Regions from separate parts of the Mus musculus genome. Here region 2 is linked to region 1. The links are chromatin contacts, called in public HiChIP or PLAC-seq maps. All regions are on one chromosome and are shown on one strand. Each heading gives the region's core, a stretch centred on a gene start, on an enhancer-like site or on the middle of the called end of the contact. The rest is flanking DNA. Distances are from core to core; before and after follow the strand shown. Region 1 holds the start of Sox13 (SRY (sex determining region Y)-box 13). Region 2 has its middle 47 kb from the start of Sox13.

Region 1 (4,761 bases), core at 883-3,382:
TTGTCTTAACTTATTATGCTGTTATTATTGTTGATGATGATGATGACAGTGTCTCACTATGTAGATCAGGCTACTTCCAAACTCATAGAGATCTACCTGCCTCTGCTTCCTGAGGCTGGGGTTAAAGGAGAGTAACTGCACACCCAGTTCAAACTCCATTCTTGTCTGTCTCCATCTGCTGTAGCTAATGGCAGGGACAGGGAGGGGCCCACAGAGAAGTGCACCACTGAAGCTGACCAGGGGCCAGAGGGAAACCACAAGATATGGGTGCACAGACATGCTGTCTGGGAGGAGAGAAAGAAGGTGGCCCTTGGATAATTCTTTCCTGGCTTCTGAAATGATCCCACCCAGTCTCCCTAAAACCATACCCTCAACAGTTACCATTGGCCTTTCCCATCTGCTTTCCCACACTCTAGCCCTACCTTGGCTCAGGTCTTCATCCTTCCTTCTGAAGCTCCTCATTGGCCAACCTCTGTACCTCAGCTACACTGATTGCACCAGAGCCCTGCTTAGAACCCCTTTCTTTGTAAAGAGCTAACTGATAAACACGAATGTATTATGGGCCTCCTCTTTGCCAAGTCCCATCTAGACACATAGGATCTAACCATGAACAAGAGGCACATCCCTCCCTGTCCCAAAGAGTTTACCATCTCAATGTCACAGTGTAGACAGGCAAATGACCTGTGGGGTTCTCAGAGCCCATGGATGGAGCTCCTGGCCATGATTTGATCCTCAAAGATTGCCTGAGAAGCTGGTACCAGACAGAGACCCAAAAGACAGAAGACTATGGAAGAGTTGTCACCCAGGCAGGGAAGCAGGGACTGATGAAATGCATGCATCCTGTGGAAGCTTCCTGCTTGGCCACCACTCGAGAGGGAGAGGGTCATACAGTCCCACAATGGGCGTTCCTTCAACCAGCCCTGCTCCCACAGGTCTTCAAGACGTACTTCAAACTGTGGCCTTTCTAAGGAGACTCTGATCCAAGTCCCCATAGCTTAGCATCCTTGGTAGACCCTATGGCTCTAGCACTTTGTAGAATTAGAGTCTTCACAACATGGGAATCCAGAAAGGGCTGCCACTGTGTCATTCATCTTGGTGATCCCTGGCATCTGCTTGGGTCAGGTTTGGTGTAGACATTTAATAGATGGGCCGAATGAGGAGAAACCCTTCTTCAAACAAACCTTCCTCCTAAACGGGGCAGGAAGAAAGGAAGGACTTGTTGGAGAAATTCTAAAAAGGACAGGGCTAGGGAGTGGCTAGACATTAGGAAGCTGTCAGAGATCTGATCGCATCAAAGCAGGTCTCTCCTTGCCCTCAGGTTGGTTTCAAATTGAGATCCTCCTGCCTCAGCTTCCCAGGTATTATAGGCATGAGCCACTCCCAGCTCCAAGGGCAGTTCTCAAGGAGCATGCCTTTAATCCTAGCACCCTGGAGGCAGAGCCAAGCAGGTTTCTGTGAGTTCGAGGCCAGTCTGATTTACCAGTGAGAAAAATAAAGTTCAATCTCGGGTCTCTGGAGGAGGCTGTGAACTGGACTTGTTAAAAGGAATGAAAATTCCCCATAGTAACTCTCAAACCTGGGTCGAGGGGACTAGGCAGAATTCACCTTCCTCCCCCTATTTTCTCTATCCAGTGGGTCACTACATCTCCACAGGTCTCACTCTGGAGAACCTCTGCTGTCCCCTTCCCAGCACAGGTCTCCAGCTGTTGAGGCCTGGCTGGACCAGCTGCTGGGAGGAGGAGGAGGAGGAGGAGGAGGAGGAGGAGGAGGAGGAGGAGGAGGAGGAGGAGGAGGAGGAGGAGGAGGAGGAGGAAGCTCTGTCCCTCCCTCCTCCATCTCCACACCCTCCCTCCTCCCCCGCCCGCTCGCGCCCTCCCTCCCTCCCTCCCTCTTTCTCCTCGGAGGCTGTCGGAGTGGCTTTCGCAGAAGCGAGCGGCGAGCGCCCTGCTCCAGTCCCGCCTGGGAACTGAAGTGTACGAGCGCGGCTCCTGGAAGCCGAGCTCCGGAGCGGCCGGCGGAGGTCGAAGGCCGAGGCGGCGCGCTCAGCTTCGGAGGCCCTGGCTTTGGACCCAGCGGGCTCGGAGCTGCGCGGAGGAGCAGAGCGCACTGCCCGCCGGCCTGGCGGGCGCAGCGGCCGCGAGTCCGGGAGCCGGACTGCGGAAGGGAACACGGCGGCGGCCAGCCGGGGGCAGAGGGCAGAGTGCCGAGCGGCCTGGCTCGGAGGAGGGCGCCGCCCGACCCGTCCTCAGCTCGGCGACCGTGGCCAGCGGAGCCCGGCGGGCCGCGGGTCCTGAGCGCTTCCAGCCCACGGCGGGGGGCGTGCCTCCGCCCGGCCGCGCCGCCCCGGCCCGCTGCCCGCCGCGTTGCCGGGGCATGTGAGCGGGAAGGCCAGGCTGCTGGCTGCCGGGACGCACTGAGCAGAAGCCGGAGCGCGGAGTTGCGACCCCGGGCCCGCGCCCGACCGATTAGTAAGTGCGCCCCTTCGCGCCGCGCGCCCCATCACCCCAGCCTCGCGAAGTTTGACACGCGCGCCCCCGCGTTCCTAGGGACACGCTGGCTCTCTGCCGCGCGACTTTCCATCTTGGGCAAAGTTTTTGCCAGGCGGAGCCGATCCTACCAGACCCCTCACAACGCCGGCCGGTGGCGCCGCGCTGATCCCGCGTCCTTTTGGAGGGCAGTGGCTACAGGCCGTTGGGGGTGGCGTGCGCGCGCCACGCGAGCCGGGCTTCGGGGGTCCTCTACCCGCCCGCCCTTTGCGACCCGCCGGCCTTAGGTCTTTCGCCCCAGCCTGACCAACGCTCCCAGTTTAAGCACTCCCAGCCTGAGCTTAGATGTCCCCGTGCGAGCCCCACGTGGGGCTCGGGTACCCGCAACGCGGAGCTCCGGTCCCGGGGTGCATTGGGCAGCCGGGGTTCAGCGCGCGCCCTTCCCACGGCTCCGGTTCATTCCCCGCGGACCAGCCGGGCGCCGCCTCCCATTTTTTCAGCCCTTGCTGCTCTTCACTCCAGCCTGCCCCTTGCCACCCCTGCGTCCCACGGTGGAGTGTCGGAGAAGCGCCTTTCAGCCCCTTTCACTGTAGAAATAAATTGATCACAGGACTGATGGGATGGGGGTGGGGGGTGGTCGCGTAGTCCCAGCGGTTCGCCATTGTTTTCCCATCCCACGTTCGGTACGTAAACACACACTCACGCGAGTGTGTGTGTGTGTGCGTGCGTGTGTTTGCACGCGCCAGCTGCGGCTGCTCAGATTCCCCAGGAGCTCTAGGGTCGCCCGCGGGATCTCCCCGCAACCAACCTACATGTCCTGGCAGGAGGTGCCTCATTACTTGAAGCTGGGGGGGGAAAGGCACGGAGAGTGGGAGCTGTCCCAGAGTCCTTGGCGAGGCCGGGGGTCCGGCTTGGGCTGGACGTGAATTTTGAACTTCAGCCTTGGATCATTCCGGGAGGACCCCGGGCGCTTGAGCGGTGGCTCTAGCCTGGGAGGGTCCCCAGCAGCTGGCGCTCTTGGCAGCATCTCCGTGACAAGAGCTTAGAGGAAACTGAGGAGTTTTCCTGGGAAGTTTGCTTTAGCTCTGTGGGAATTTCCGGGCCCGGCGCCTTAGCGCTGGCGCTGGCAGAGGGGTCTGACCTAAGGCAGTCAGTCAGTGATGCTGCCACTCCGAGCAAGGTTCCCAGAGACCCTGTTTCCAACTTCTTGATGCGGTAGGAAGTCCCTCACTGTGTGCTAGATTCAACACACTTGGGTCTTGTTCTTGACCGAGATGGGTCGCTTGATCCTGGCGATGTCCAAACATCGCCTGTACTTTCTCAGTTTAAAAAAAGGGCGGATCTGTGCTTCTATCTTTGAAGCTGGTGTATGTTGATGGTTTGAAGGATGCTGGTTTGGAAGGCCTGTACCACGGAACGCCAGATAGCCTTGTAGTTAGAACCAGGAAGCTAAGCTGGAGTTGTACAGTAGTGCAGCCGCTGGTGGTGCCACCGAAGGCAATTTGACCCACCTCCCTTGCTCAGGTTACTTATCTGTATAGTGAGGTTAAATTCTGACAGTGGCCACCTCGTGGGGGTGGTCTTAAGGATGAAAAGTCTAAAGGCAATCTCAGCGCCATGCGGCACAAAGTAAATAAATGCTCGGCAACTGTTAGCTTTTGTTGTCGGGATGTAACTTAGTGGAAGAGCTCTAGCTCAACATGCAGGAAATCTTGGGTACTGTATTCAGTGTGTGCATTTGGGAAGTTAGCTGTTGTTTCTTATTACTAATCATATTTACGTCTATTATTGTTGTTACTATTAGTTTGTTTTCCAATACAGGGTCTCTGCGTAGCTCTGGCCGCTCTGGGACTTGTTTTGTAGACCAGGCTGGCCTCGAACTCAGATTCTTCTGCCTCTGTCTCCTGAGTGCTGGGATTAAAGGCACAGACACCATGCCCAGCTAGCTATTGTCCTTACTGTAATAACAGTATTATCAAGCCCAGGGCCTAGTTCATACTGGGGAAGTGACTACCACGGAGCAGTATCTCCAACCTGGGCCATTATAATTTAAAGGACCGTGTATAGAGCCCACAATCTTTGTGATTGTGTCCGTTTGATCGATTTTAGTAATTATCACTTATGGGGAGGAAGTGACCTCACTCTCCTTCCTACCTCTTCTGGATTCTGATCTACCCAAACTTACCTTCTTGTTACTTACCTGCTTCAACCTTTTTGAGTACTTTTTTCCTTCCTTCTTCCCTTCCTTCTTTCCTCTTAAAAATTAATCTTCACA
Region 2 (4,761 bases), core at 1,092-3,591, 47 kb before region 1:
CAGGGGGACAGAATCACACACCCATATTGGTTTCTTTTTTGTGTGACAGTCTCATTATAGATCTCTGGCTGGCCTTAAACTCACAGATATTTTCCTGCCTCTGCCTCCTGAATGCTGGGATTAAAGATGTGCACCACAACACCAAGGATGCCATGCCGTGCTGGGCATAGTTTGCTGACCCCGGCTAAGTCATCCCAGTCTCTCAACCTCTCTTGTAGACTCCAATTCCTAGGGACTCTGGATGTACCCATTTTTAAAGGGAGAAACATCTGGCGACTTACTTTGACTGCCTTGTGTGACAACACTTGACAGCCTCTTTATTGTCCTGCCTTCACTGCTCCCTGAGCATCCTTCCTTGTGGCATTTTGCTCTCTCTGTTCCTTGAAGGTTTGGTTTGTGGGGTTTCCCTCCTCATTCTCATGCTTACTCCCAGCTATCCTGAACACCCATCTTCTAGTTTACACCCATCTTCCAGTTTACACCCATCTTCCAGTTTGGGTACAAACATCCTCTGTGTGTGTGTGTCTCTGTGTCTCTGTGTGTGTGTGTGTGTGTGTGTGTGTCTGTGTGTGTGTGTCTGTCTGTCTCTCTCTCTCTCTCTCTCTCTCTCTCTCTCTCTCTCTGTGTGTGTGTGTGTGTGTGTGTGTTTTGCTGGGAATAGAACTCAGAGCTTTGAGCTTTCCAAGCCTGCCTTCTACCACTTGGCTGCATGTCCAGCCCAAACACAAAGGTTTCCTGAAAGAGCTATGGCTTCATGGACCAGGCAGACTCTTTTTTTTTTTTTTTAGATTTATTTACTTATTATATGTAAGTACACTGTAGCTGTCTTCAGACACTCCAGAAGAAGGCATCAGATCTCATTATGGATGGCTGTGTGAGCCACCATGTGGTTGCTGGGATTTGAACTCAGGACCTTCGGAAGAGCAGTTAGTGCTCTTAACCGCTGAGCCATCTCTCCAGCCCCCCCAGGCAGACTCTTAACAGAAACTTTATTAAGCTGCCATTGTGGACAAGGCCCGTGGATAATATGTCAGTGAACATTTTGACTGTGTGCCAATAAAACTTTATTTGCAAAACAGGCTACCAGTCTGCTAGGCATAGTTTGCTGACTCCTGGATAACTCATCCAAGCTCCTCAACCCCTCTTCTAGACTCAGTTCCTTAGGACTCCTGACACATGTCCCTCTGCACTCTGAACAGTGCTCCCTCTGCACTCTGAACAGTGCTCCCTGGGTGTCTCTGAGTGGGGAACAAACATCCCCCACCACCTTCCAGTTCTCCTCTTCACATCTGGGTTTTCTCTTCTGTTCTCTCTCTTCTAAGTGACAACCCCAGTTTGTTAGTTGCTAGAGCCAGAAACCCAATTGTGATCCTAGCTTGTTCCTCTTCTCCACCTCATGTACACATTCCATCTATGACCAGTCTGCTTCTAGACTGTCCTCCTGGCCACACCCCCACTGCTACCACGGGGTTAAGCTTGCACCAGCCTGTGCCTGAAATACCGAAACAGTCTCCAGGAGAAAAAAAATGAATACCCTGAGGAAGTTCACATCCTAACCCCAGAGCCTTGGTGTATGTTATCTTATGTTCCAAGGGGACTGTGGATATGTAGCCTAATTAAGGAAGCTTGTCTTAGATCTCTCAGTGTAATCACAAAGGATCAAACGGAGGGAGGTGACAGGGAATCAGTGACCAGGAAGGGGGCATTTGAAGATGGAGACAAGACCACATGGCCCAAGGAACGCCAAAGACATCCAGGTGCTACTGGAAATGAAGGCCAGACTGTTCGCATGGACCTGCAGAAGCAGCCAGCCTGCCTGTCCCTTAACATCAGTCTATTCAGTCTGACTTTGGGTGTCCAATCTCTGGAACTGTAGATAGAACAGCTGTGATGTCTGAAGCCACTAAATTATTACAGCTGCAACAGGAAGTGACCGCATCTCCCAACCAGCTCGTTCATTCCACACCACCCCAAACACAAATGTGACCTATCACTCCCCATGGAGAACACGTCAGTGACCCCTCCTCCACCCGCAGTATAAACTCCAAGCTCCTGGTAAGGCTGCACCATCCACCCCCGTTATGCCTTGACCATAGCCAGTTTTGATGTCATGCTCTTTTGAAATGAACTGGATGCTCTGATAAAAATGCCTTCTTCTCCCCTCCCTCCCCCCCCCCCCGCCCCAAACAATTCTTCTAAGCCTCCTTCAGTTTCTGGCTTGAGTGTCATTTCTAAAAGGAGCTAGCTGGTTCCTGGCCTCTGGGGGCCATTCTGAAGTCAGTCCTATTGAAAGTGACATCATACTGTCGACGAGTGAACCTCTGTGTGGGCGGCCCAGTACACATAGCTCCTGACACGCTGGCTGGTGCAGAGAGGGACTGAATGGAGAGTCAAGGGAGGCTCCCTGGGGTGAGACTGGGGGACTCCATGTCTGTTTTTCCCCTTGAGACAAGTGGGGCAGGGGGGCCCTTGGGGACAGAGAGATGGAGCAGGCCAGGAGGTGGGAGCTGAACTGCCCTCATTTCCCTCTGCTCAGCCCTGGTGGGGAAGATTCTGGAAGGATTGCCAGACAGCACTGCCCCACTGCTACAATTAGCTGAGCCTTTCATTCCTCTCTACAAAGAAGAGCAAGCAAATCAAAGGGAGATAAAAGTGAGTGTCCCACAGAGGACTTTGAGAAGAGGGAGAAGGACCAGGAGGGTGGCGGCAGGACCAGGCAGAGGCAGAGAGAAAGCCCCACAGGACAAACAAAGACGAAAGCCAGCAGATCCCAAGGATCAGACGTGGAGACACACGGACAAGAAGAGACCAGGCCATGTGGGACAGCAGCCTGTCAGCCAAGGAGGAGGGGATGAAGAAAGATAAAAGGCTTGTGTGAATGGCCGGAGAAGAGGGTGGAGAGGGACCCCAAATGGAGTTGGGACAAAGGCGTGAAAGGACAAGACTGCCACTGTCCCAAAAGCCACCACAGAAGACAAAGAGGAGCTGAGACAAAGGCCGAGGGGAGATGGAAGGGAGCCATGTGGCCCTGTATTGGTGACAGGGCTGTCAACGTGAGCACTTATTGTGCTGCCCAGCGCTAAGTAAGGCAGCTGGGAGAGGTCCTCATGGGACTGCCCTCTGTTTAATGCCTGCTTCCTGTTTTTGAACTTTATATCAATGTAATTAAAAAAATAAACAGAAACAAGGTAATGATCAGCTCTCAGACAGGTAGATGGGTCTTTGGCTTCTTTCTCTCAACTTAACTTGTGGGTAGCAGTGCAAAGTCATTGTTAGTGTTGTATAGTATTCCACTGTGTGACTGTGTCAGAGTACTCATCTGTTTGTCTGTCTGGTAAAGGATTTTGGGTTGGACTCACTAGTCCTTATTGGAAACATTAGGCTGAGTGTGCTGCAAGGTTTAGAATAGAAAGTGCACACACACATACACACACACACACACACACACACACACACACACACACTCAGTTCCCCATGCAGGTCTGCTGCAGTGCCCTTAGTCAAACACACTCAAATTTCTTCAAGGACAAGGGTGAATTCACCCTGTAGATAGCTTCTCCTTGGTTATGATTATAAGTTTAGCTTTTAAACTGAGTTTTGAGTTTAGTTTAGTTTTGGGGGCCTTTTGGGTTTCAGAACTAAGATGGAGCAGCTGTGGACCTCCCCATTGCTACGTCTCAGGGATGTTTGTTTTGGAAAATTCTGGCAGAGAGGGATGGATTGGATACTAGGTTAAAGCCGGCCATAGTCAGAAGTTTGGGGTGGGACTCAGAGTTGGCCAAGGGTTCAAGTTCTGACTCTGTGGGAGTAGGGGGACACTGGAGGACAGCCTGGCTGTTGAGCTCACTCCCCTGCTGTGGCTGTTTGGACATCGTAAACTTCTTTGTTTTTCTAACCTCTGCTTGTAATCCTAGGAACTGTTGATTATATTTTCTTGTATGATTTTTAAAAGCTCATTTATTTCTTGTTTCCGCTGGTCCTCTTCTCCTCTGGCTCTGTTCTACTTATCTTGATCGTTCCTTATCTCCATTTTGTCCTTTATAATTTTATATTGCATTCTTTTATCTCATCTTATCTTCTTGTTTTTTTTTTATTGCTATTGTGTTATTTCTTCCTGACTGTGAAGAGACCCCTGGGGTTTGGAGGAGAAAGCTGTGCTGGCTCCCCCCTCCTCCCCTCCCCGGAGCCAGTGTGCTCTGTGCCTGGGAAAGTTTCCTCCCCTGGGGAAATTCCTGAATGGTGGGGAGCCTCAAAATTTAAGTTCAAGCCTTAACTATTAATTGGTGGTGGGACTTTTGAAGGCTTGGGAAACGCCTGGGCTCCGGAGCAGGAAGCTGTTACAAGTGGCAGGGATTTAATTTTAAGCAAATAATTCTTTGTTCCAGACCAGGAATATCGAGGACACAGCGTGAGCACCCCTTCCTGTCTGCTGAACAGTATTCCTCTCTCGCCAGCTCTCTGAGTTTGCTGAGGTGAGGCTTGTAATGATGGTGAGGCTGAAGCGACACCACTGCAGCCCTTCCCCTGGTGTCTGGCTCTCCGTGTCTGTACTGGTGTAGGAAACCCTGTGTGCACACCTTCAGGGAAGAGTAATAAAGGCTCCTTTCTAGCCATTGCCATTGGACCTCAGAAAAGAAAAAGAAGCTACCCAAAGGATGGCTAGGCCTCCCAGTCTAGCAGAGCTGCCCTCCAGCAGCCAGGACACAGTGACCTTAAACCAAGAGGGGTGCTGGGGTCTTCTCCCTGGGCCTTGGTAGACTG

The links. HiChIP or PLAC-seq counts read pairs in DNA pulled down with a chosen protein or histone mark.
Region 2: a contact with region 1 is called in an H3K27ac HiChIP or PLAC-seq map of heart atrium, with 19 read pairs. The contact joins the enhancer-like site here to the promoter of Sox13 in region 1. A contact is called at or near these places in 4 of 39 promoter capture datasets (cranial neural crest, embryonic stem cells, frontonasal cranial neural crest and 1 more), 18 of 484 Hi-C or Micro-C datasets (LSK cells, the P5424 cell line, adipose-derived mesenchymal stem cells and 13 more), 16 of 115 datasets of contacts at active chromatin or transcription factors (the HPC-7 cell line, differentiating embryonic stem cells, embryonic brain and 11 more) and 2 of 9 other capture datasets (adipose tissue and pancreatic islet).

What each region holds. Positions count from the first base shown.
Region 1 is chr1:133,421,583-133,426,343 of GRCm38.p6, reverse strand. Sox13 (SRY (sex determining region Y)-box 13) reads left to right here and starts at 2,132. Exons shown (of 14, transcript NM_011439.2): 1 at 2,132-2,468.
Region 2 is chr1:133,468,446-133,473,206 of GRCm38.p6, reverse strand. No RefSeq gene overlaps it. Among named protein-coding and RNA genes, the nearest start is that of Sox13, 47 kb to the right of the region's middle. Within about 2 kb of position 2,341, at least 70 of the 459 cell types and tissues checked have an H3K27ac peak or open chromatin away from gene starts, as enhancers often do. A contact at or near this core is called in adipose tissue, adipose-derived mesenchymal stem cells, embryonic fibroblasts and 5 more, where this site is marked.